Regions from separate parts of the Mus musculus genome. Here regions 1, 2, 3, 4, 6 and 7 are each linked to region 5. Evidence: chromatin contacts called from public ChIA-PET, Hi-C, HiChIP or PLAC-seq and promoter capture Hi-C data. All regions are on one chromosome and are shown on one strand. The core of a region is the stretch at or near the end of the contact, and the rest is flanking DNA. Distances in the headings are between cores, read along the strand shown. Region 1 holds the start of Tmod1 (tropomodulin 1). Region 2 holds the start of Trmo (tRNA methyltransferase O). Region 3 overlaps Ncbp1 (nuclear cap binding protein subunit 1). Region 4 holds the start of Pax5 (paired box 5). Region 5 holds the start of Slc25a51 (solute carrier family 25, member 51). Region 6 holds the start of Xpa (xeroderma pigmentosum, complementation group A). Region 7 overlaps Tmod1 (tropomodulin 1).

What was found. Promoter capture Hi-C pulls out the DNA fragments that hold promoters and counts their contacts. Hi-C and Micro-C count contacts between places; a contact is called where the count stands out from the background. ChIA-PET counts read pairs in DNA pulled down with a chosen protein or histone mark. HiChIP or PLAC-seq counts read pairs in DNA pulled down with a chosen protein or histone mark.
Region 1: a promoter capture Hi-C map of second pharyngeal arch cranial neural crest shows a contact between it and region 5. The contact joins the promoter of Tmod1 here to the promoter of Slc25a51 in region 5. A contact is called at or near these places in 8 of 39 promoter capture datasets (the 3T3-L1 cell line, cranial neural crest, embryonic stem cells and 5 more), 6 of 484 Hi-C or Micro-C datasets (adipose-derived mesenchymal stem cells, cardiomyocytes, cerebral cortex and 3 more) and 6 of 115 datasets of contacts at active chromatin or transcription factors (embryonic forebrain, embryonic limb bud, embryonic midbrain and 3 more).
Region 2: a contact with region 5 is called in a Hi-C map of uterus, with 3 times the contacts expected there. The contact joins the promoter of Trmo here to the promoter of Slc25a51 in region 5. A contact is called at or near these places in 3 of 484 Hi-C or Micro-C datasets (CD4 T cells, CD8 T cells and uterus) and 2 of 115 datasets of contacts at active chromatin or transcription factors (cardiomyocytes and embryonic stem cells).
Region 3: an RNA polymerase II ChIA-PET map of memory CD8 T cells shows a contact between it and region 5, with 14 read pairs. The contact joins the enhancer-like site here to the promoter of Slc25a51 in region 5. A contact is called at or near these places in 13 of 39 promoter capture datasets (the 3T3-L1 cell line, 3T3-L1-derived adipocytes, the C10 cell line and 8 more), 5 of 484 Hi-C or Micro-C datasets (CD8 T cells, cortical neurons, forebrain and 1 more), 7 of 115 datasets of contacts at active chromatin or transcription factors (T-cell acute lymphoblastic leukemia, bone marrow-derived dendritic cells, embryonic hindbrain and 4 more) and 1 of 9 other capture datasets (pancreatic islet).
Region 4: a contact with region 5 is called in a promoter capture Hi-C map of pre-B cells, with 5 times the contacts expected there. The contact joins the promoter of Pax5 here to the promoter of Slc25a51 in region 5. A contact is called at or near these places in 5 of 39 promoter capture datasets (the C10 cell line, hippocampal neurons, pre-B cells and 1 more) and 1 of 115 datasets of contacts at active chromatin or transcription factors (the 230-238 cell line).
Region 6: a contact with region 5 is called in a promoter capture Hi-C map of pre-B cells, with 4 times the contacts expected there. The contact joins the promoter of Xpa here to the promoter of Slc25a51 in region 5. A contact is called at or near these places in 9 of 39 promoter capture datasets (the 3T3-L1 cell line, 3T3-L1-derived adipocytes, erythroid cells and 4 more), 4 of 484 Hi-C or Micro-C datasets (CD4 T cells, CD8 T cells and uterus) and 8 of 115 datasets of contacts at active chromatin or transcription factors (bone marrow-derived macrophages, embryonic forebrain, embryonic hindbrain and 5 more).
Region 7: a contact with region 5 is called in an H3K4me3 HiChIP or PLAC-seq map of bone marrow-derived macrophages, with 2.7 times the contacts expected there. The contact joins the enhancer-like site here to the promoter of Slc25a51 in region 5. A contact is called at or near these places in 6 of 39 promoter capture datasets (the 3T3-L1 cell line, 3T3-L1-derived adipocytes, embryonic stem cells and 3 more), 1 of 484 Hi-C or Micro-C datasets (cortical neurons), 8 of 115 datasets of contacts at active chromatin or transcription factors (T-cell acute lymphoblastic leukemia, astrocytes, bone marrow-derived macrophages and 4 more) and 1 of 9 other capture datasets (embryonic stem cells).

Annotation. Positions count from the first base shown.
Region 1 is chr4:46,037,842-46,041,366 of GRCm38.p6, forward strand. Tmod1 (tropomodulin 1) reads left to right here and starts at 1,381. Exons shown (of 10, transcript NM_021883.2): 1 at 1,381-1,468.
Region 2 is chr4:46,387,709-46,390,940 of GRCm38.p6, forward strand. Trmo (tRNA methyltransferase O) reads right to left here and starts at 1,729. Exons shown (of 5, transcript NM_001347095.1): 1 at 1,610-1,729; 2 at 1-34. The coding sequence starts at 1,685.
Region 3 is chr4:46,150,348-46,153,617 of GRCm38.p6, forward strand. Ncbp1 (nuclear cap binding protein subunit 1) reads left to right here. Exons shown (of 23, transcript NM_001033201.3): 6 at 292-413; 7 at 1,669-1,738; 8 at 2,563-2,778. Among named protein-coding and RNA genes, the nearest start is that of Ncbp1, 13 kb to the left of the region's middle. Within about 2 kb of position 1,749, at least 21 of the 459 cell types and tissues checked have an H3K27ac peak or open chromatin away from gene starts, as enhancers often do. A contact at or near this core is called in CD8 T cells and memory CD8 T cells, where this site is marked.
Region 4 is chr4:44,708,545-44,712,119 of GRCm38.p6, forward strand. It overlaps Pax5 (paired box 5), which reads right to left and starts at 2,150. Exons shown (of 10, transcript NM_008782.3): 1 at 1,819-2,150. The coding sequence starts at 1,864. RefSeq lists a promoter at 2,382-3,575.
Region 5 is chr4:45,407,071-45,410,386 of GRCm38.p6, forward strand. It overlaps Slc25a51 (solute carrier family 25, member 51), which reads right to left and starts at 1,696. Exons shown (of 3, transcript NM_001009949.3): 1 at 1,625-1,696. It overlaps Gm46852 (a long non-coding RNA gene), which reads left to right and starts at 2,320. Exons shown (of 3, transcript XR_001784277.2): 1 at 2,320-2,407.
Region 6 is chr4:46,194,960-46,198,300 of GRCm38.p6, forward strand. Xpa (xeroderma pigmentosum, complementation group A) reads right to left here and starts at 1,352. Exons shown (of 6, transcript NM_011728.2): 1 at 1,090-1,352. The coding sequence starts at 1,261.
Region 7 is chr4:46,083,858-46,087,392 of GRCm38.p6, forward strand. The region is part of intron 4 of Tmod1 (tropomodulin 1); the gene reads left to right. Among named protein-coding and RNA genes, the nearest start is that of Gm52729, 8.6 kb to the left of the region's middle. Within about 2 kb of position 1,809, at least 56 of the 459 cell types and tissues checked have an H3K27ac peak or open chromatin away from gene starts, as enhancers often do. A contact at or near this core is called in bone marrow-derived macrophages, where this site is marked.

The DNA.
Region 1 (3,525 bases), core at 131-2,630, 630 kb after region 5:
AAAGGTGTCAGCAAATGTGAACACAGGGCATTGGTGTTGTGGATCAAAGCCTCAATGAATGCGGCTCCTCTCTACCAGTGTAGCTACAATGTAGCAATTCTTGTTAAACCGAAGTGGTTTAACTTAAGTGGGAACCACTTGCAAGTAGCATTAATCCTCTGCTCATCTCTCCTAGAGACTCAACTCTCCAACTCAGCTTCCTGCAGACCATGAGAAAGAATAATCTGAGCCACACTAATATTCTGAATTTCCACTACTAGCAAAGTACACTTTTAAAATAGGATGCATTCATATGGAAATACCATATTATGTTCATATGGTAAATTCGCTGGGGATGAAACCTATAAATTGAACAGTAGGAAAGAATGGTGCGTCACAAATTAGCCTCAGCAGCGAGCAAGAGGCACCAACCTGACAATAAGGGCAAGACTTCTGGAAGGGTCCACAAAACAGTGTCTTAGAAGGGAGAGGTGGGTGACTGGGGAGCGGGGTCAGGCTGTTGGTTGGCTTGCACAGGTGTTCTTACTATAAAATTCAGAAAGCTACACACTAATATGTGCCCTGAAAGTATTTACACCCACAACAAAACGCTTAAAAATAAGTCCTTGGGAATAGTAAGTCCCTGCTTTGTTTAAAAATACACCCCACTTCTCCCTTGAAAAGGACATTCTTAATAGGGCGAGGGTTTTATAATACAGTAATGCATTAGGAAAATACTTTTCAGCGTTTCTCCTTAGGCATCTAGGAATTAAGATTTCCCTCACCAAAAAATACGGTAGGATAATCCAACGGAGATGTTCCCTGTGCCTGTTTGGATTCGTTGGTAGGAGCCGTTTGTTTATTGAAACACTTAAAGGCTTCGGTTTGGGTTTAAGTGGTTTGTTCTGGAGAGAACACATTAGCCTTTTAAGAAGGAGGAACTTTCATTCCGATTATTTTAAGTGGTGATTTCGGACGCTCCAGTCTCAATGCTGTGTAGGGAGAAGGCGTTCAATTCTGCGTTGGAATTGCACGTCCACAGATGGTTATTAAGCCCTGGGCCCGTGCCAGTCCTGGCCGAGGGGACAGGTTGCCTCTTCAAAGGAAGCTAGGTGTAGCTGTGCTGACTTTACTGGAACATTCTAGACGAGAGTAAAGATCTGCGCGACTTTGTCCAGATACCTCCAACGTAGCATAAAATCAAGTTGGAGAAACCGAGAACAAGGCAGGGAACCACACATTCCCCTGCCTCCGGGGCTGGGGTGGCCCTAGATCCTAATAGCGAGTGTTGCTCCCAGGCCGGGGACCGCGCAGCACCCTGTCGCCCCTGGTAGAGCAGGAGGGCGGGGAGGGCGGCGGGTTGGGGCGGGGCGCGGTGACAGCAGAACAGGGCCCGCCCCCGGCTTCCCACCCGCGGCCGCCAGGGAACTCGCCAAGCCCCGCGTTCCGCTCATTGCCGCCGCCCGCGCTCGCGCCACCCCGCATCCCGGTAAGACCCCCCGCCCGCCATCCCTAGGTCCCCCTCGGCCTCGCGGGGCTCCCTGCCGCCGCGCCGGGGCGCAGCCATATCTGGGCAAAATATTCAGCTGTCGCAGCCGCTGAGAAGGGACTGAGCACGGTTCCCTCTATAAATAGCCGCCGCCTCGGGTGGCCTTCGGGGATCGGGGTCCGGTTCCCCAGCCTGATGATCGGGTCGCTGGCGCTAAGCGTCCCTGCAGCCTGATGCGCCCAACCCTAGTCAGGGCGCCCGGGGCACTAGACCTGGTCTCCCGGGGACCTTGGGAGCCGCCCGGGGTGCCTTGGGCATTGGCACGTTGTGAGCTGGTCACGAGCCCTCCTGGGAGTCTGGGGAGGAAGGGGATACACGCTCGGGGGACGCTGAGTCCTCTGAGCACCGATCTGGCCGGCGCCTGAAAAGTTTCCCAAACTGCTGGAACTAGCTGAGGTTTAAAGCACCAGCTGCGCTTGCCTCGCTGCGCGCAACCAGGTAGAGGCAGGAGGCCACTGGTTGTCTCCAGTTTGAGGGGCGGCCTAGGCAACCCTCCTTTCTTTTCTGGATCTCGTTTTCCTGTTTGTAAGGTGAAGTTAGGGTCCTTCAAAGAGATGGTACCCGGGGCCACGAGAGTGGCCAGGGCGTGCTCTGAACTGCCTACACTCCCCTGCACCTGTTCTGCAGTTTCAGGCAGGGTAAGGATGCTGAGGACACAGCTGCAAAAGTCAGAGACTTTGGTGGCTCTTGGAACTCAAATCCTGGCCTAGGACCCACTGTGGCCCTCGGAATAGCCTGGGAAGTGTGCCTGGGGTGTTTGGGAGCATCTCTAGGCTGAGTTGCTAGCAGCACCTCGGCAAAACAAGTGACCAAATGAACTGGGCAGGCTCAGGCAATTCAGTTCCCTGTGTGGCACCTGTGATAACTCCCTTAACCCGGAACCTCCCCAGCTCTCTGTTTAGTTACCTCTCTCAGCTTTCCCCATGAGATTCCGAAGACCTGGCAGAGCCAGACTCTAAACCCAGATTCTGGGTTCTTTCTTAGTGGGGGCTCCCTCCCACAGGGTTTATCTTTCACCCTGGGTCCCACTGTTGCCCCTGTAAGGGCTTCAGAACCCTTTGCTCAAGGTCATGCCAACCCCCACTGCAGTCTGCTTGCCTTTCCTGTCTCTACCGACCTTTCCTGGCAGGTTTGGGGACTCTGCACCCCTCTTTTGTGATCTGCTAATGTCTGGGACTTTCCCAGGCTGGAGTAATAGTGTGGAGAGTCTAGTAATAGATCCTGAAGATCGCTCCGTTTTCTCTAAAGCTATCTCCGGGCTTCACAGATAAATGAGTGAAAGGGGAATCACCCAATAGGAAGATTCTCACCGACTTCAAACCTCACAACAAACAGGCAGAGTGAAGACAGGGCGCCTGTCACTCTGGCATCTGCTCTCTAATGAGCTAGCCTTGCAGTCCACGGTTTAGACAGCCACTGGCTCTTGGGTGCCTCGCATCCTAAGTGGGAAGTTAGAGCCCTCTAAAAATAGCCCAGCCCACCTTATCAGAGTCTCACACCTTCTCTCCCTTCTTGGGCAGGGCTCTTGGCTGCAGCTTAACTACAGAACACAGGGACTAGGTGGTGTCAGCTCTAAGCAATAAAGGGAATGGCCAGGAGTTCAGGCCCCTAGCTCCAGCCCCGGCTCTGTTACCCACTCAGTGTGACCTTGAGAAATGACCTTAGTGGACAGGATGGTCTTTAGTGGCGCTGGAGTGCAGAAGAGGCAGGGCTGGAAGTCTTCTGGGAAGCCCTCTAGCTGGAGAAAAAGGAAGTGCAGGGGAGATCTGGGGCACCAGATCTGGGATGAGGACCCCAGGAGTCCAGGTGTGTGTGTGTGTGGGGGGGTGAGGGTAGAGGGGGCTGCAGCCTTCCAAGAGCCTAGTGGAGAGGTGGGCACAGTTACTACACAGGGATAGAATGCTGAGAAGTGTGGAGACTCCGTCAGAATCCAGGGTAGGCATTGGGGACTTGGTTGCAGCACAGCCGAGCATTAAAAACTAGGATTGGCTGGAGAC
Region 2 (3,232 bases), core at 479-2,978, 980 kb after region 5:
TCCAAGTACCCTATTGGCTCAGTTAAAAGATTCCCTATGGAAGAAAACTGGATGAGAATCATTACTCAAAGGGTCCAAGAGGTAAGAAAACATGTTTTCCTCTCAGTATTGACTTCATAGTTCTAAAATCTAGGTACAACACAACTATTAAAATCATGTTTAAATAAAGTCCTGCTATGTAACTCATGCCAGCCTCAAACGTATACACCTCCAGCATTAGCCCCATCCCCTAACTGCTGGGATCACAACTGTGCACCAGCATACCCACCTCAATTTTTACTTATAGTCATAAAAATTCATAAATTATATTAATACATGTGTTGATTGTATATTATGCAGTATAAACTATAATTTATAATTATTTCTTTTTATGTTCTTTATAGGGACACTCCAGATCTCCATTTTATTTAATTTGCATCAAACCTATCTATCCTATTATATCTTATTAGCACAACCAGTAAGATCTAGCACTAACTCTCACAATATGTTTCCTTGCTTTTTGCTTATACAAACTCTTTTTACTGTTGTGATGTATTAGACCTATTTTAAATCCTTGGGAGACAGAGGCAGGCAGATCCCTGAGTTGGAGGTAAGCCAGAGCTACGAACACACAATTTTTTTTTTTTTAAAGTCTTTAGGTGTAGCTCAGGTATACCCAGAACCCTTCCTGCCACAAGAAGAGGGCAGCACAAAGTGGAGATTCTTAGAGGTTCTAATTCATTACCTCAAAGCTCTAAACCAACAAGAGGACAGCCTGGTCTACAGAGTGAGCACAGGCCAGCCGGGGCTTCACAGAAAAATCCTGTCTCCAGGGTAGGAGTGTGGAGACAAAAATACTCTTATACAGAGGGGGGAAAAGAATATATATATATATATATATATATATATATATATATATATATATATACATACATACACATATAGTATGTATGTAAGTTAAAGCATAATACACCTGCCAGCCACTCCAAAGACCTCAGTGCCACTTCTTGCATCTCTGTCGACTGCTTCCAGGAGCTGCAATCTGATCTTTATCATCGTTTACTTCCTTTCAGAAAGAGATCTTATCATATGTACTTTCGAGCCTAAACAATACATTTTGAATTCTATAAAAGCTGACACCACCCTGTAAATTATCTATATAAACTGCCTTTCTCTCTCCATCTATATTGTGTGCGCTTCTGACAACTTTGACGTTTTCTCCAAGAATATTTACAATTACTACTGTATAGTTTTTGTTTGTTTGGGGGTTTTGTTTTTAAATCCTCATCCATGTACTGGTGGGAAAAGATTAAAGGCGAAGAAACTTGGACCAAATGAGGGCATCAGTCACACACATCCCACCTTCCTGTAACCCCCTACGGAAAAAGACCACACTACACACGTGGCCGACGCAGCTACTGTACTGAAACTAAGCCCAGACCACACCCCGTGTACCAAGATCCTAATACGTCACTCCCGTTAGCCTTAGCATGTCACGTGGTCGTCGAGACACGTGACCCTTACTTTGGCGGCAAGGACAAGAATGTACGTCAGGTGGCTCGCGTTCTTCTGGCCAGGGAAGCGGGCCGCCTAGCTTAGGGTGCGGCGCCACCTTTTTCCATAACGTTACCTGCCTCCAGGGCCGGCTGAACGCACCCACATGGGGCCGCCGTAGCACACGAGCCCTGCTTCTCCAAGCCGCGCATGGTTACAGGCCGCTGAGTCGTCCGCGCGCCCAACGCTGATTTCCGCTTCCGCGCGTTAGGCTTTGGCGCCTGCGCAGTTGTCGCTAGGTGCCGGGTCTTGGAGAACGCGCTCAATGGCGGCCGAGCTGCCGCGTGGAGGGTGGGTTCCCGGACGCCGTGAGGCCCATCATTCACCCACCACGCGGCGATGGCGGCCTCGCGACAGCCTGCACCATACCCTCCGAAGGTGGGACATGTGGATAAAGATGTACACGCAAAGATACCCTTGAATTATAAGCGGCCTCGGTGACCAAAAATAACCTTGAGTTTAAAGGGAAAGGATGTGAATGTCCATCTATGATCACATAGCAAAAGAACTGGAGTTTGGGACTTTTTTTTTTCCATTTATTGTGTGCGCGGGAGCATGTCAAAGTCAAATGACAAAATGCCGGAGCCGATACTCCTCATGGCCGCGTAGCTCCCAGGATCAAAGTCAGGTCGTGTTAGCCGGTTCCTTTACTCGCTGAGCCAACTAGCGGCCCAAGAGCTGGACGTTAAATGTTTAAAATTTCCCTTGGACGTGGGCATACGTGTTATATTTATCACTCCCCTCCACTTTTTAAGTAATAACTATTTGTCGGAAAAGGGCAAGAAAATCAAGAATGGTAGGTGTTACAAGCAAGCTAGGCTAGAAGTTATTAAGTGAGAACGTTTGTGCTCCAAACCACTGGAACCGAAATAAGGATGAAGAGCCAGCAAAAACCGTATTTTCTCTCCCTGCTCCAATTGCCTGCTCTTTAGCCACTTGTAAGATTCTTTAACCGCCCCTCCCCCCCAAAAAAAGATTCTTTAACCCAAACTCTTTGCATACATGATTATGTTTGGGGATTTCAAAATCTTGTTGGTTTCGAAGAGAGGGGGGAATCCACCTGACATTACCTGTAATATAAAATATTAAAAAATGCGAATCCACGGATTAAAGGCTTAACCGTGAAAAGCTGTTTCCAAGTGTTTGTTGTCACTGACTAAACAAGTCCCTAGTAGGAAATAATCAGTATTAGGAGACAGGTTTTTGAGAGAAAGTTGTGAATTCTTAAGTTAAAACTGATACTGTGCCCTCTGTCAGTTTTGTCCATGAAATTTCCAAAAGTTTTTTACCCCCCTTTTTCTTGTAGAAGATAGAGTTGTTGTCTAGCTGGAGAAACAAGTTTGTGTGCCTTTGGGCAACACGTACACGCTGTAAAAATGGGCTAAGCTGCAGTTGCCACTAGTCGGCGCTGTTAATAAGACAGTCAAAAGTGAAAGGGGCTTGCCCTCCATCAAGATCTGCCACTCACTGCGTCTAATTCCCAACTCTGCCAACCACTGAGACTCAAAACCAAGTAGACTTGGAGATACTAGACCTAGGAATCTGTCATTAAAAATAGCGGAGCAAAAGGAGCTGGAGCGATGGCTCAGCAGTTCAAAGCACCAGCCAAGTTTCCAGAGGATTCAGGTTTGATTCTCAGTACCCACGTAGTAGCTCGCAACTTATGGTAACTCCACTTCCAGGGGATCTGATGCCTCTT
Region 3 (3,270 bases), core at 499-2,998, 740 kb after region 5:
GAGGCAGGGGAGAGGATGGGACGGGGGTTCCGAAGGGGAGACCTGGAAAGAGGAAAACATTTGAAATATAAAGAAAATCATATATATATATAATTCTTGTTAGCCAGATATTTTATTTAAGCCCTATTAAAAAGTCTCCCCAGTATTGCATTTATGAATAAAAAAGATGGGGGGAGCTGTGTGGCTCAGTTATAGAATGCTTGCCTACCATCTAACCATGGAAAGAATAGTTAATAAATAAAATTGACTAGCATGTATTTTTTTTTTAATTGCCCTTTTAAACTTGTTCAGGTGCGACGGGATTGGTATGTGTATGCGTTTCTGTCATCCTTGCCCTGGGTTGGAAAGGAGTTGTATGAAAAAAAAGATGCAGAAATGGACCGAATCTTCTCCACCACTGAAAGCTATCTCAAGTAAGGCCTCGCTCGCCCGTGCTTCCTTGTTTGCATGAAGATGTCCTGTTGATGCAATAAATGCCTTAAGTTCTCTGTTGGCAATAACACCACTTCATTTCCACTTTTAAAAAACAAAACAGAACCATCAGGTTATAGAAAATGTTCATTTAATTTCATTCTCCTGCTGCCATAACTCACTAAGACCTCAGTACTTTGTTAGAGCGACAAGTTGGTAACGAGTCTTTTAAGCTGTTTTCATATGGTCATGATAGAACACTGCAGTATAACAGCTCCTCTAGCTAGAGTTCTAGTGTTCGTAAGCTCAGAGTCACCTGTGGCTCAAAGTTACCCCTCTGCTAGGCTACTGAGTTGACTGGCAGAAGTTCAGACATGTTACTGATGTGTTCTGAATAGGAGCACTGCCCTGGCACAGTTTTATTTCATACATGTTAATTCTAAGCCAAGCCCTTCCCCAGGCCAGTGTGAAAAACAAGCTTTATTTTATTAGGTCCAATCAAACAATGGGCCTTATTAGTGAGCGTCCCTAGTTAGTTCACACCAATTATGTCATTAGACAGTGAATGGCCCTGAGCTCCTTCGGCTTCCATAGACCGACTTCTGTCATACTTCTTTGAATACCGTTAACATTGCTTTGTTTGGTGCAAATGAACATGACATCTAAAGACTTTTTTTACATATCTGTGTGCATGTAAATGTGACTGTGGAGACACATGCTGATCTTACACAGATGTCAGTAACACAGTGTGTGAACACTTACTTGCATGCATATGCACTTATTTCCATGCTTTTTTCTTTGCAGTTATATAAAAGCACATGGTTCCATCTGATTGGGTTTATTAACAGTATTATTATTATTTTTTTGAAATAGGACATAATTTCTCTTTATTAGTCCACACTATGTGGATATTTATTCTGTGCAGGTTCCTGGTACGATAAACAAGATGGGAATATTCTTGTGTATATGTGTGCACATATATTTGCAGCTGTATTTATGGGGATATGAATTCATGGAAATGACATTGTTGGGTAAACATTCAGAACAGTTGAGATTTTGACAGACATCGTCAGATTTGCCATCAGTGTTTGAGATACAGAAATACCTATATCCTGATGATCTGTAAGCCATTATCAAAAATGTTAATCTGCTGATCTGATGGACAGAAATGTTTTTCATTGTTTTAGTCAATCACGAGAACCATTGAATGGCTTTTACGTTTTAAATCCTAAGTGTAGACTTTCCTTTTATCTTTAGAAGACGCCAGAAGACTCACGTGCCCATGTTACAAGTCTGGACTGCCGACAAACCACATCCACAGGAAGAGGTGAACTGATTTCCATCTTGTAATGTAAACCTAGTTCTTGAGTAGATTCTTACCTCTGTAACGTGCTTAAACTGAGTCAGTGACATGGCTCGGTGGGTCAAGGTGCTGCCGCCAACCTGGCCCGGCACTGGGTTCCCAGGACCCACACTGTGGAAGAAGGAACCTGATTCCTAAAGGTTTTCCTCTGAGCTCGTATGTGCTCTGTGGATTGTGTGCTGCACAAATGAGTAAAACTACAACCTCAGACAATGTTCAGCCTGTTGTACTTGTACGTCTTAGCTGGGTTTCTAAATACTTGAGCAAGGAGTTCATTTCCTCAGAGTCTGAAGCATAGAGGGGCTAGTTAGTAGATGTTAGAATGTAATTGAAACAGCCCCTTGCTTTTTAGAATACCAATTTCCAAAGACTTGACAAGTTTTATATCGAAATACTCAAGTAACAACTCCAGGTGTGCTTCTGAAAACAAACTGCTTCAGTAGAAAGGACAGTGGGCCTGCTCAGTAGTTGAGGACGGCCCGAGAGAGAGCTGGGGGCTACAGGAGAGTGAGTCTGCTCAGTAGGTTGAGGGTGGCCTGAGATAGAGCTGGGGACTACAAAGGGAGAGCAACACCTGACAGGAGCTGTCCTCTGACCTACATGTGACTCTGTAGCAAGTGTGTGCACATTAATGTAATTTAAGATTTTAAATAAAAACAGAAACTTAATACCATTCCTTACTACTGTATGAAATACTAAACTAGTTCACTTTGCTGTGCATTAGATGGTAGGCTTTTCTGTATTGTTTAGCCAAAATGTATCTATTAAACATTAAAATCTCTTTTTAGTATTTAGATTGCCTGTGGGCCCAGATTCAGAAATTGAAAAAAGACCGGTGGCAGGAGAGGCACATCCTAAGACCCTACCTTGCCTTTGACAGCATCCTCTGTGAAGCTCTGCAGCACAACCTGCCTCCTTTCACACCGCCGCCCCACACAGAGGACTCCGTGTACCCGATGCCCAGGGTCATCTTCAGGATGTTTGACTACACAGACGACCCAGAAGTACGTGAGTGCCGGACACCTCCAGGGAAAGCCTGGCCTGAAGCTGCACTTGTGACTTCGTTTCCTTTGACTAATATTTTGAGACAGGGTTCTTTCTCTGGAATCCAGATTGGCTTTGAGTTTACAAATTCTCGGATCTCAGCCTTTCAGGAGCTGGGATTACAGACTTGTACCACTTTGCCCAGCTCTGAAATTACCTTTGAAACTTCAGGTTTTTGTTTTTGTTTTTGTAACATAAGAAGATTGGAAATCAATTTAGTGTTTTAATTCAGCAAACTTATATCTCATTGTTTTAACAGTCTAGAGGGTTAAGTTGAGAGTCAAGTTAGCTAGCATTTTCATGCAAATACTACCTGGGCCCACATGGGAGTAATTTCCTTCTTTTGCCTTGTCCTTGTATCTCTAGGCAGGTTAAATTATTATCACATGTAAGATACCTTGAACAATGACTCTTCTAGTGAGGGCTCAGTTTTAGCTGTAGGGTAGGGGTGT
Region 4 (3,575 bases), core at 900-3,399, 700 kb before region 5:
TCTAACAGCACAGGAGAGTGAAATGCTTTATTGATTAAATGATTATTCAGGCGATTGAACTAATCAAAGAGCCCATCGACCGCCATGAATTACATTCTTCGTAGTAGACAGCTTGTCGGAGAGACAGCCACTCGGACCCCTCTCTTGACTCACAGGCGTCCATCCCGGTCCCAACAATAAACAACCCAGGCAGGCACAGAAACCTTTGGGCATCCCACCACTTAGAGAAAGGAAGCTTGTCTGGGAGTTAAGAATGGAAAGGGAATGGAGATCCTGGTTTCTGCCTCTGAACTCTCACCACAGTGATGTTCCTCTGGCTCCTGCTCTCACTTGTTTTGTTTTTTTTTTTTTTCTATCATGGCTTTTCTGGACCCAGAGCTATGCCAGGAAGTCACCCTGGGTTGGTGGTCTAAGTTTTATCTTCTTGACTTTATCAAAGGCTTGAGTAGAACTGAGATCTCATAGATAACCCAGAAATGAGAAAAGTGGGTTTCCTGCCATTGCTCAGAGTGTTAGTGTACAGGTTGGCCCAAGAGTCTAAGGAGCAAAACAGGATGGCATACCATGTTATGTCTTAGCATAGACAGAGGCCTACTGCCCTGCCACATCTCAAACATAAACATATCCTGCTACCCACTGCATGGGCCTCTGGGAGGCACAGGGGCACTGTGCCAAGAAGGCCTGTGTACATACAGTAACCCCAGCTGAATGACCAGGCTAGGCTCACATACCCACCCACTTGTGCTCTCCTTCATTGGAGCAGCACCCACAGGACAAAGCCTGAGCATACAGTGTGACATATATACACACACAATGTCAGAGGCTAATCTAGGTGACAGCCTAAAGGCAAGGGATTGGAGTGTGTGTGTGTGTGTGTGTGTGTGTGTGTGTGTACACTGTCAAAATGTCATCAGTAGTCCACAGACTGTTCTTACCTACCAAAGTTGTGCTTGCTGTAGGAGACCCTTGTACACAAATGCTAAATGCAACACTACACTAATGAGACAGTGCACACTGCACAGTGAGAGCTTAATTGCCCTGAATTCACATCACTTTTGATTCTATCTCTCAATATTATAAGACTTAGGCCTGGCAGCACATGTGTTGTATACTATACCCCTAGTAGGCCCCAGAGCTATACCAGTGCTAGAGACAAGCACTTTTGTATGTATTGGTATGTACACATTGGGCAGCTGTTGACATCCAAAAATGGAGGGGTCAGAGAACCACCTCTTTCTTACTTCCAAAATCACTTGGGATATAGAGATGACCAGACCTCTTAAGCAGTAGATGTCCAGTGAGTGAGATGCTTATCAAACTATATACACAGAATTTACACAAACACACATCTTGGAGTCTTAAAAAGAACGCACACAAACACTAACTCATAAACACATGCTAATATGCTCAAGGCAAGATACAAGCTAGTAAAGATGCCAACAGGCGTACAAACTCAAACTGAACACCTATTTGGGGTAACACAAACTCCTGCACACATTGATCTCCTCAAGTGAGCACACAGATCCAAACTTGAACATCTCCAGATTAACACCAACACAAGTATCAGAAACAGAATCAAACAAAACCAAAGAAAACAGGCCTCCTTGAAGACACCTTGACGGACTAGTGAAAACCATGTGAACGCACTGTAGAAGGACAGGCCTTTTCCTGAGAAAACTACACACACACACACACACACACACACACACACACACAAACACACACACCTTTCTTCTTGCATGGATATTAGCATGGATACTAGCACTGGGTAGTGTCCCAGAGTAAGCATGGATGAATCCCGTTTCGCGGTGTTCCTACCTGTCCTGATGGTCCGAGGAGTCGGGTAATTTTTCTCTAAATCCATTTCGATATTTCAGGACTTGATGAAATGGACAGCGAGGAAAAGTTTCCACTTTTTTTGGGGTGTCTTTTTTCCTTTTCTTTCTTTTTTCTTTTCTTTTTTCTTTCTTTGTTTTATTTTCTTTTCTCCCTCTTTTTCTTTCTTCCTTTCCTCTTTCTTTCTTTCTTTCTTTCTTTCTTTCTTTCTTTCTTTCTTTCTTTCTTTCTTTCTTTCTTTTTTTTGGTGCTGGGGCCCGCTCACAAGTCGGAATAATTGAAGCCTTCCGCTCCCCCGCCGAGCTGGGGTAGCTGATCACTGAGCTGAAACTAAACGTTTTAGGTGGAAAAAAAGCGTCCGAAGGCACCGTGAAATGATTAAGGAACTAAAGAGCTTCTCGCCATGTGAGATCATGTCCTGTTCTCGCCAACATCACAAGATGTCCCCAGACACGTCGCGCCCCCGGCGCACCGCCCCGCACTGCGGGCCAAGAACCAGGGAAAGGGTGTCAGCTCTGCGGCCTGCCCAGCGTGCCAGACGGGGCGGACCAGGCCTGGCCGAAGGTGTGCAAGAGGCCCAGAGAGCAGCAATGCCGCCTCGGTGCCGCCTTGGACTTTTATAGGGGGTTGGGGGCAGGGAAGGAAAGATTCAGACTGCGCCCGGCCCGGCGTTAGTCGCGCGCCTAGGGGAAGGAGAACCTGAGTCACAGGGTCGTACCCGCTTCCAAACCTGTGTCTGGGGGTCGCGGCCCTGTGCGCTTTTGCTCTACATGTAAACTCTGCTTTGTGAGGGCCAGTAGGCCCATTTTTTTATTTTAAAGAAAGAACAATTCTGCCAAGCAAGTGGTTTTGAACCCTGTACTAGCACAATTGTCAACCACAGGGGATGCTCCAGCATCCTCAGATTCACCCCTAGGGCGGCGCCCGCCCTCGGGGTTCCCAACTACCCCACCCCCAACTCAATTGCAACCTCCATAGGTCTGCTGGGCTCATCTTCCAGGGCAGCTTCAGATCACTACAGTATCTAGGTCCCATTCAGCCACCAGGTCCCAGATCTCCCCTTTAGAACTCGACCCTTTTTACCCCAGAGCCCAGAGGTTCAGCGGAAAGCTGCTGATAAAACCCGGTCCTCTGCTTTTGGAGCACCCGGGCCAAGCAGAACCATCCTAGCAGGCTCGGAGAACAGGCAAAAATTCTGGACACCTTACCCAGGCCCCTAAATGGAATCCCACTGCCCTCGGGCCAAGAGACCTTGTAGCATCCCCGAGTTCCCAGACTTGATTTTCCAGAGAGAAAATCGGTTGCAGAGGAACTAGGTAAAGGTGTGGTGTCCAACCTCGCTCCCTGCCGTCCGAGCTCAAGCCTCCTCTACTCTGCTCCCTCCCCAGTCTGAATTCCAAGCGGCTGGGTTTGGCCGCGAGAAGCCTATAGAGCCCCGTTGCGGGGGTGGTCGCAGGGGAAGGTTCTCCAGGGCGGGTGAGCGCTCTAGGGCCACTGGACAATGGCAGTTTCGGAAAGTGAATCGCTCTCCGAGAGTGTTTGTTTGATTTTTTTTTTTTTGGAGGGGGGTGGTCACGAGGCTGGGCTGCAACCTAGGGGAGAGAGCCTAGAGTTCGAGGATAGGGGGAGGGGTCAGTGGGCACCGGACATCGCAAATTCACTGAGCAGATTTCGCCACAATTGGAAACGTGGCTGTGGATTCCCGGGAGTCCCCCACCCCCACCAAGTAGTCTGCGTAG
Region 5 (3,316 bases), core at 446-2,945:
GTTTTGCAAACCTCCCAGATGTCAGACTTAAAGCATTCCTGTCAGCTGCACCCTGCCTACCAGGGTGGTGTGACTAGCGTCTTTTTTTTTTTTTTTTTTTTGGGTTATGAGCTTAACAGCTTTAACAGCTGAGCCATCTCTGCAGCCTGTAACAAGTTTCTTAATGCAGCAACAAGAAGGAAAAACAGTGTGCAGTGTTCTGATAAGAGTTTAGAAGGCTCATCAAGTAAGGAGCTAACTGCCAATCAGCTCAATCGAGAGGTGGGAGAAAAATTCTGGAAAGTTGTCCTCTGACCTCCATTCAAGCGCCTTGGCACATTAGAGCCCCCCAACCTCCCTCCCCAAATATATATATATAAACTTTAAAACATGGCATGTTTTATAACAACACTCAGATCACTAACTTAACTCTGATAAACTGGTTCCTATTTAAATACTTCCAAATGATAATCTTTTGCAACTTACTATAAAATGTATTTACTACGACTGCTCTAGTTTGCTGTAAGGCACCGAACCTAACACAAGGGAGCAAAATCCACTTTGATCCAATAAGGGTCAAACTTCTGTGATGTAAGCACAGTGTAAATTCTAAATACTCAATGTAACTTTCAGCCCACAGGGATATGCAAAAGCCAGATATGACCTTAGTACAAAGGTCTTTGACCAAAAACAGGGCAAAGGGTGACTGTAATTCTTAAAAGACGTGAATTCCCACTAGTCAGCAGGTCTGAGTCAGCATACAAAACCAGGGTCAGGCAGGGTTCAAGTGCTAGTTACAGCAGGATTTTACCACTGCAAATGCAAAGCAACAGCTGTGACAAAAAAACCCATTATCTTAGCTTCTATCTGACAAAGGAGACTAGAGTCAATTCTTGTCAGAAGTGTCATGTCGCCCTAAGAAACGCTAAGGGTGACGACTCTGGTTTCTCATGTGCCCTGGATCCGAGTCTTCAAATCCTTTCAAAGCAAAGGCGCCGGAGATCCATTTTGGTACGGTAACTCCACACACAATTCATTCTGCTCAATAGACAACAGGTAAAAACTGACAACCAGAAGGTGGGCACTAGGACCAGCTGGGCAGCCTGTAGGGGCCAAGACAAAGGTTAAGCTAAAAGTCGTAAACATGGCCGAGGCGCTGCCATCCTCTACCTAAGCTAGCTACAACAATCCGCACAGAAGGGAACAATTGACGCCCGCCCACCCACCCGCCCGCCTTAGACTCTTTCCTGCGTGATGAAACATGGTGCCTCGGAACGAGCATTCTCCAGGCTTCCATCTGCCCACTCGGGGAGGACGGAGAGGCGCTGGGCGGAATGGCCAGCACCACCGGATACCACGGGCCGCCGCGATCCCGCGGGTGGCAGACAAAGGGAACCACGGGCCACCGCGATCCCCCGGGGCCTGCATCTCCCGAGCTGTGGGCGCCTCCCTGCCGGAGCGCGCCGCAGCACCACAGGGCCCTCGGCCGGAGCCGGGCCGCAGCTGCCGGGACCCGGACGCGTGGAGAGCGCAGGACCTGGAGCTCGGCAGCCCGCGACCCTGCTTCAAGCCTCCCTTCTCTCTGGCCCGAAGCTAGGGCAGCACAGCGGCCTCCGCTCCCCACCGCACCCCACCCAGGACTCACCCACGGCCCGGGGCGCAAGCCCGCAGGACGGCTGGCGAGCGAGCCCGCGCCCGCGCAGGCGCAGACTGGTCCGACCCAGGCAGGGGCGGGGCGGGGCGGGGCGGGACGTCGTCGAGCCACGTGACCAGGGCCCTGCCTCGCTCAGGGTCTGGGTAGCGCTATAGCTGCCTTGTACTGCGTCCGGTCCGGTACTGACTCTTGTCGCACCTTTTGCCAGGCTGTGGGGGTGCCGCTAGTCTCCCCGCCCCCCTGACTTAAGCTGAAGTTATACGGTGGCCTCGTTGTTCCACAAAACAGCAAGCGCGTCATTTAGCGTGTAGTCTGTTGAGATCCAGGGCTGTAGATAGCGCGTGCGTGGAGGCGCGAAAGCTTCTGATGAGGCGATCTCAAAGCTTGGTGGAGAGCTCTTTGTCACCGCACTTCACAGGACACCTGAGTTGTACATGAGGTCATACAGCTAGCCTCTTTTTCCTTAGATGCACACACAGTTTGTGGAGTCTTGGAAGGAGAACCCTGCTGTGAGTTAGGAGAGCCGGGTCAGAATTATAGCCGTGACATCCCTTGAGTGACTTTTGGCAAGTTATTCGTCTCTTCCATGAGTGGGTTCCTCCATGTTGTGACATTTGAACAATGGTTCTGATTTGCAGAACCACAGGCGATAAATGTCAGTGGACAGAAAGGACAAAGTCAGCCTTCGTGGGCAGGCTCTTCAGCAGACTCCTGAATGTGCGACCAGCTTGCCTCTTAGGACTGGGATTATCTCACCATTACACACCGTTCCAGGTGGGTGACCCAGCCTGCTTAGTGTTTACAGGTTTCTGAAGCTGTCGGAAACCACGCCTCCTAGGCCACGCCTTCTAGCGTCAGCAAACGGGAGTGTCAATCTTGGTATTTCAAAGCCTCCTTTAAGGAAGTTTGCCTAGAGATCCAGTCAATGAGTTCCTAAGAGGAAAAAAAATTACAAAACATTTCTTTTTTAAAAGAAAATAGATTTATTCTACTGTTAGCACATGTGTATAAGTACCCAGAGAGGCCAGAATAGGGCTTCAGATTTCTTGATCCTGGAATTATTAAAGGCTGTGAACTGTCCCATGTGGGTGCCAGACTCAAGAAGAGTATATGTTCTTTTCTTTTTCTTTTTCTTTTTCTTTTTCTTTTTTTTTCCAGAGCTGAGGACCGAACCCAGGGCCTTGTGCTTGCTAGGCAAGCGCTCTACCACTGAGCTAAGTCCCCAGCCCCTTTTTTTGTTTGTTTGTTTGTTTGGTTTGGTTATTTTCGAGACAGAGTTTCTCTGTATAGCCCTGGCTGTCCTGGAACTCACTCTGTAGACCAGGCTGGCCTCGAACTCAGAAATCCACCTGCCTCTGCCTCCCGAGTGCTGAGATTAAAGGTGTGCGCCACCAACGGCCCGGCACAGTGTATGTTCTTAACTGAGTGACCAAGCAACCTCTCCAGCACCCAACCCTCAAGTCTTAAAATAAGTTCCTGATTTTGGGTTGGGCCACACTGCTAGTGTCCTCTGCCACACGTACAGTCATGGCTCCCTGAGGAGGTGCCAGCTGTGCAGCAGGTACCTCCAAGGGAGGTCAGAGTCTGATGGACCCAAAGCCTACAAAAGCAGAAGTATGAGAGGCTTTCCCCTTGAGAAGGTGTGGGAACAAAAAAACGGGGCCCGGGGGAAGTGGGAAAAGG
Region 6 (3,341 bases), core at 102-2,601, 790 kb after region 5:
AACTATACTGTCTCTGCACTTGCCAGGCTGTCTGACGTTGTAGAAACTCTCATGACTCTAGACGTTGCCAGCAGGTAGATGGACATTGGTAAGCCATTTATCCAACAGTGTCCATCCGCCTACAAATAATGAGAAACTGAGGGTGCAATTTCGGACTTACAAGATCTGCACTATAACCAACAAAGATAATGAAAAGTACTTTTTACTTTACAAAATGGTAAGTAAGGGCTTTCGATTTATTTTGAAAGATTCAAATCTAAGCTAGTTAGTTACAAGCCAGCTCTGCTGGTCAAGAGCAACAAATCAAATTCAATGGCAAGTCTAAAGGTACAAACAGCCATAAAATATACGCATTATTATTTATACCTGCTGCCAAAACAAGTACTTAACACACACACACATATGTGTGTGTATATATATATAAATATATACATACATATGTGTGTATATGTATATATGTATATACATACACACACACACACACACACACACACACACACACACATATATATATATATAGTGGAGTTGTGAAAGAGGGATTGAAAAGAAGTAAATTACTTTTGTAGAAATAACTCGGGTGAATTACTCCAAAGAGCAATACCAGCAGCCTAAAGCACAACGGACATTAAAACCGGAAAACAGCAAGACAGGGGCTACCCTAAAATGCCAAGTATAGCCAAAATGAACCCAGGGCAACATGCCACTCAGTAAAACAGGGTTACCAAGCCCTGCCCTTTCCATTTTCCAAGGTGTCCATAAGAATACAATAGAGTAACTCCCAAGTGCTAGGCTCTGCGAGTGTTATTCTACTTTGAGCCCTGGAAGGCGCGGCCCATGTAAAAGACTGGGTCAGGGTCAGTTCTGCTGGGTGCTGGCCTGGGAGACGGCGCAGGCTGAAAGCTCTGCACCATAGACGTGCCGGGCAAAGGGCACGACAGGGAAGGCCAGGGACCACAGAGACGCGGGCGTGCTCGGCTGTTCCCGCACACCGAGCCAGAGCGGGCGGCCAAGGCGCAGCGGGAAGGCCCGGGATGCGGTCACAAACCCGCGGGAGGGAGGCCCTACGCGCGCCCGTGGAGGGGACCCCACCTCCGGTGGCCGCCGCCGCGGGGTAGGGCCGCGCAGCCAGCCGAGCCTGGCGCAGCATCAGTGCCCGCTGTCGCTTCCGCTCCACGCTCGCGCGTACGGCGGCCGGCAGCTGCGCGGGCTCGTCCGCGGCCACGGGCTCAGGTGACGTCTGCTTTTCCTCGGCCGTCGCCATCGCCTACACACTCCGTAGGAAGGGAACGCGTATTGTTGGTGAACAGCGGAGCCACAAGTACCCGGCCCTACTCCATCACCAGGCAAGGAGAAGAGCTACGCATGCGCAGTCGAGGAGTCCTGGTGGAAAAGCCTATGAAGGGCGAGGCAGTACGCCTGCGCAGCCGAGGAGTGGTGGCGGAAGAGATGATAGTGCACTTGTTGACAAACAATCCGGACTAAGCGATGGGGGAGAATCAGGACTTTAAAGTCATCCCTGTGTTCCAGACCAGCCTGAGCTACATGAGACCCTGTCTCCAAAAGTAAAGAGAACATGGAAAAGAGCATTGGGAAAGAATGGCTGTGTGACAGCTAAAAAGCATGAGAAAACAGGAAGGCAACAGAGAAAAGTGGGACGTGGTATGAGCTCCAAACCCAGCTGCGGGCCATGGGTAGAGAGCCAAAGCCATAGCCACATGGAGAGCCAGACAGCCCCATGACAACAGACTGGCCATTCTATACACAAATGAAACCCTTGTTTTCATCCAGTGGGGGAAACGTGATGTGGCAGTGACTCCTCCTGTGTGAGCCATCTTTCCAAAGATGGCTTTGGAAAAGAAATGCACATTGTTACTCCCCGTGTTTTGGACCGATGTGCCAGGGGGCTTGTTCATAGCATAGCTGCTCCCGAAAACCAAAAGCTGGAATCTACCCAAATGTCCATCAACTTTTGAATGGCTAAACAATGCATAGTATTACCATACAATGAACTATTTTTCTTCAAACATGAGAAAAATGAAGCGCTGGTCCATGCTACGACATGACTGAACTTTGAAAATGTTACTCTAAGAGGAAAAAGCCATTCACAAATGCATATGTTTATGTGAAACTCACAGAATAAGCAAGCCCGCCATAACAGAAAGCAGTCCAGAGGTTCCTAGAGTTTGCAGCTAAGGAGTAACCAGGAGGAGATGCTCCTCTGTAGGTATGAGGCTGCCTCCTGAGGTGATGAGAATTCTAGAACTAGACACTCTTGATGATTGTGCAACTCTGTGGATGTATTTTCTGGCCAGAGCAGGGAATCTGAGCACCAGAATTATAAAGAACCCCACCTCCACCCCACCCCTGGGTAGCACCAAACCTTAAGTGGCAGCACCTGTGATGACCACCACAGTCTCTGCACATTTCTGGCTTGGTGGCTGAGGGAATGAGGTAACAGGATCTCCCCCAAAATAACCTCTGAGAGTGGCCAGTGCTCAGAATCCTCTCCCCCACAAAGCACCGAATCTGACAGGTTGCAGGGTGTGGCTCAGGTGCGTCCTGAGCCCCAGTGTTTTGAAACTCTTGGCAACTTGTTCTTCCTTTCCAGGTTAACTCCCTCTCCTTTGGCTCAGGGACTTTTTGTGATAGAGTTTCAGGTAACCAGGTCTGAACTGTGAGCTGGCGCCTCAGCTCAAAGCAGTCTCCCTCTTCAGAAAGGAAGAGTGCTCGCCCTCATCTGTACACTCCACTGGGTGACAAAGGCTACGGGTTTGCTCAGAGCAAAACACATGAGTCACTTGGTGGGGGTACAAAAGGAAAAAGGGCAGGGACAGCAAACCAGGGGCCCTGTCCTTGCCTCTTCCCATCCTGTCTCGAGGAAACCATGACTGTATCCACTTTCCCACATTATACCTCCTTCACCTCCCAGACTGACAGATCCTGACTAAACAAGGAAGCTGCGTAAAGGACAGAGAGCATTGAAACCCCAATGGAACTGAAGGAAAGTAGACTCTGAAAAAGGGAATCCAGGAAGATGGGGTAAGACACGGACAGAGGCCGTGCTCAGACTGTCTCTCTGTGTGCATGACTGGGCTGTTTTTCCTCTGATTCCCTGAGGTTTTGGCCCTTAAATGCAGTCACCTTGGCCATCACTGGCACCCACTCACAACAGAAGCATGTCTTTGAGCAGGTTTTCATGTCACTGAGAGCTCCCGGGCTGAGGACCCAGCACACAGCAATGAATTAGTCCTATTCTTCCTCTCCTGGAGCTTCCGGTCTAATCTGGTCTGGTCACATGACCACCTGTCACACTCTTATCTGAAAGGACTCTCTTCTCCACA
Region 7 (3,535 bases), core at 559-3,058, 680 kb after region 5:
CATTCCCACCAAATTCTACCCGAGTCACCTCATATAAGGCTTGGAGCACACACAGCTGTGCCTGTAGAGTGACACGCCCACGCCTCTTATTTGTCCTCTCCACACTCATGAGATCTTCCTTCCCATCTTCCCAGGCAAGCCCGAGTGTAGTCTACTACTGCAGACTCTCTGCCACCACAGCTGAGCCCCTGATCCACGCACCCTGCACCCCAATCTCTCTGAGGTTCACTACAGGCTGTAGCTGTCACCCTACCTGCCTCTGCCCTCACTGTGCCCTGGCTCAGTAAGTGGGTGGTATGTGGGAATTACTGCAGACCAGTGGCATAGGAGAGGGGAGGGATGACAGAGGTGAGCTGGGAGTGGTATACTGTAGGGAGAAAGGCAGGTTGGCCCCAGAGACCCAGTGGGTTCTGTGTCTTCAGTAAAGGAGGAGGCAGTGGAGGAAATACTGTTTTCCGTTTGGGACCCATACCATCTGAGTTTCCATGGGCCACCCAGATGGAAGTAGCCATGCATGATAGCCTAGCTTTCTATAGGAGGTCTCACCTGGACATGGTCAGAGAGGCCAGGCCTCAGGAAGAACACAAGGCAAGCAGAGTCTGGGTTCAGGAATGGAGTGAGGCAGGCCTAGCATGGGGCCCATCAGCCAGTCACATGTGGGCAAAGGAACAAAGGACTGTGAGAAGCCAGGCAGACTGACTGTAAGAGAGCCAAGAAGGCAGAAAGGGTTTCAGGCTGCCCGAGACCGCAGAGCTGAAGCCCAGGCCAGACAAAGCTGCACCCAGTCTGCCAGCCTCTCGGGGTGCTATGCGTGGCTCTCGGTGGCATGGAGGTGGGAGGAGGGGCTTTCCTCTGTGAGCAGCGCTGCTGGGCAGTGATTTAAACTGTGGACGGGTGATCGTGGGTGGTGGCAGTGAAAGCCAGGTCACAGGGACCCGAGGAGAGATCAGACAGAGCAGGCAGGTAGCCTCTTAGTCCAGACAGCCCTTTCCTCAACAGAAAGAAACTGTGAAGGACAAAGGTGGCAGGATCCAGAGAATGGTTGTCACTCTTAAGCAGCAGTGAAGGGACAACTGGTCACAACAGGAACCCAGCCATGCCTCTCAGAAGCCAGGTTTGCCTCACAAGGCTCAGTGGGTCATGGAAGATGCCAACAGAGCCATACCAGATCCTTCAGTGTGCCTGTTATACTTCAACCACCTACCTTCCCCATCATGTCCCTTGACTTCTGGTTAATCTGTGCAACTGAGAGAGTAGATACCTTGCCCTGCCAGTCTCTATTTACTCTCCAGGAGCTGTATTTATCTGGGGCCTCCTCCGAGTCCCTGCATAACAACATTATCCTCATTAGGGCATGCGGGATTAGTAAATGACCACTGTCAGAGCAGGCTCCTGCCCCAGCATGAGCCACAGCAGAGCAGCCCTCAGCTGAGCTGAGCGTCTGCAGCCACTCTTGAAAACATTTTCCTTGTTGTTCTTGGCAGACTGTTAGGATCTGTCTAAGATCCCAGGCCCCTGCGATGGCGGGGAAGGATCGGGAGGCTGTGTGTCCACCCGAGTTAACTGACTGTCCTTCAGTGCCTATCATTCCGCTTCAGCCATTACAAGGTGGCAGTGGAACATTTGCTAAGTGACAAATGTGTCCCAGGTGCTGTGTAAGCAGCTCTCTACCATAGCACTGGATTTGTTGACCGTGACAAATCCTATGAAGTAAATTCTATTATTGTCCCCATTTTACACCAAGACACCAGCTGTCCCTAGTGCTGGGAGAGAGTCAAGGGGCTGAGATGATGCCAGGCTTTTGGCCTTGGGTAAAAAAGCAGAACCAGGCAGTTGGAAGCAAGCTGTCCTGGATCGACAGAGGCATTGGTGTGGTCAGCCCACCAGAAGGCGACAGTTTGCCCAGGAAGGGATAGATAGACTCTAAAGCCCAGAGAGAGAGGTGAGGGGTCTGCAGGCTGCCTCTGGTCTCCATGTTCTCTCCATAAGATGTTTCCACGAACCAAGTCTTCACTAGGTCCCTCACATACGGTCCCAGTTACCCAGCTTTCCTACCCACTGTGTACCCAGCTGTGGACTTGGTGCTCATGAAAACAAAATTAAGGTGCTGAGGAAACCACTCTGTCCTCACGGAGCAGCGCTACACAGGCCAGTGAGACATGGAATGAGTGAGTAAGAGTGCCACTGTGAGTGGGACAGGAAGAGGGCAAGAGAGGCGCTTGGATTAAATGATAGGGTCACAGGAAATAGACATGGAAGACAAAGTCAAACAAGTGAGGGTGATCTAGGGACAGCATGTTAGGGGAGAGGAAGCTTCAGGTGGGACATTCCGGCACAGTGAGAGCTTCCATCCAGGTCAGGAAGGTGCTTACATAGGAGCCTCAGTACCTGGAGATGTCAGGAGCCTGTCGGAAGCCACAGAACATGCGATGCACTGACCAAGAGGTCACACAAGAGAGGTACATGGTTGACAGTCCACGCACTAACTCATTGAGTTGATATACATTATGGAACACCCATCTGCTAGGACTAATGGATTCCATTCTCTGCCTTTAGGGGCCCAAGAGTAGGACAGGTCAGAAATATGTGACTTCTGAAATGTGAGTTCTGCAATGCAGAGCAGACTCTGGCAATGCAAAGGTCTTGACCTGTGGCCTATGTATGACTTTAGCTTACCGGACGTTGGGAGCCAGCTTCAAACTCTTGAGATTAGCAACGTCTCCTAGACTCACTCAAGGATTTTGTCCCAGCTGGGTTTTAGAGACCCTTGCATTAGGACAGGAATGAGGGAAGGAGACCCACCCTTCCCACCCTTTGCAGGGAGCACCCACCTCCCAAAGACAATGGGCCAGGCCTTAATGGGCTGCCCTCAGGTCGTTGGTGGCTTCCATGTCTCTAAGCACCCATGCTCTGATTCTGAGACTGTCAAGGAATGTGCCTCGCCTTGGAACAGTTTGCCAGCTCCCGGGTTCCGGGCCAGAGCCAGCTTCAGTGCCAGTACCTAGGATGTGAGAACACAGCTCTCAGCCCCCACTCCACCCAGGGTGGCGCGAGCCCCCAACAGCTGGAGAAGCCGAGGGTGTGTACACTGATCACACTGCATTCTGAGTGGACTCACAAACGGAAGGAGCCCTGCCAAGACAGAGAGAGGAAACTGAACTCAATGTTCTTTTTTAAGAGTTCAAAAATAGTCCTTTTCGAGTTTTGAGGAAGATCTACAAAAAAAAAAAAAAGGGGGGGGGGCGGAAAGGAGAAAAAAAAGTCAAGTTCCTTGGTGCTAACAATCGGCTGAGACCTACAAAGAAGGAAGCAACAGAAGACATCAGGGTTTCCTTTGCATCGAACGCTCCTGGGGGCACAAAAACAAGCCAGAGAGAAAGCCACGCTGTGTTCCTAGGGCCACTAGGCTAGTAATGACGATTTTGAGCCAGGCTCTCCCCGCCCCCACTTTTCCTTCCTTTCAGGAACCCAAATTTCCTATGATCTGCCAAGTGGTGCCCTTCCTTCTTCAGCCCGCTATCAGCACGTAAAAACC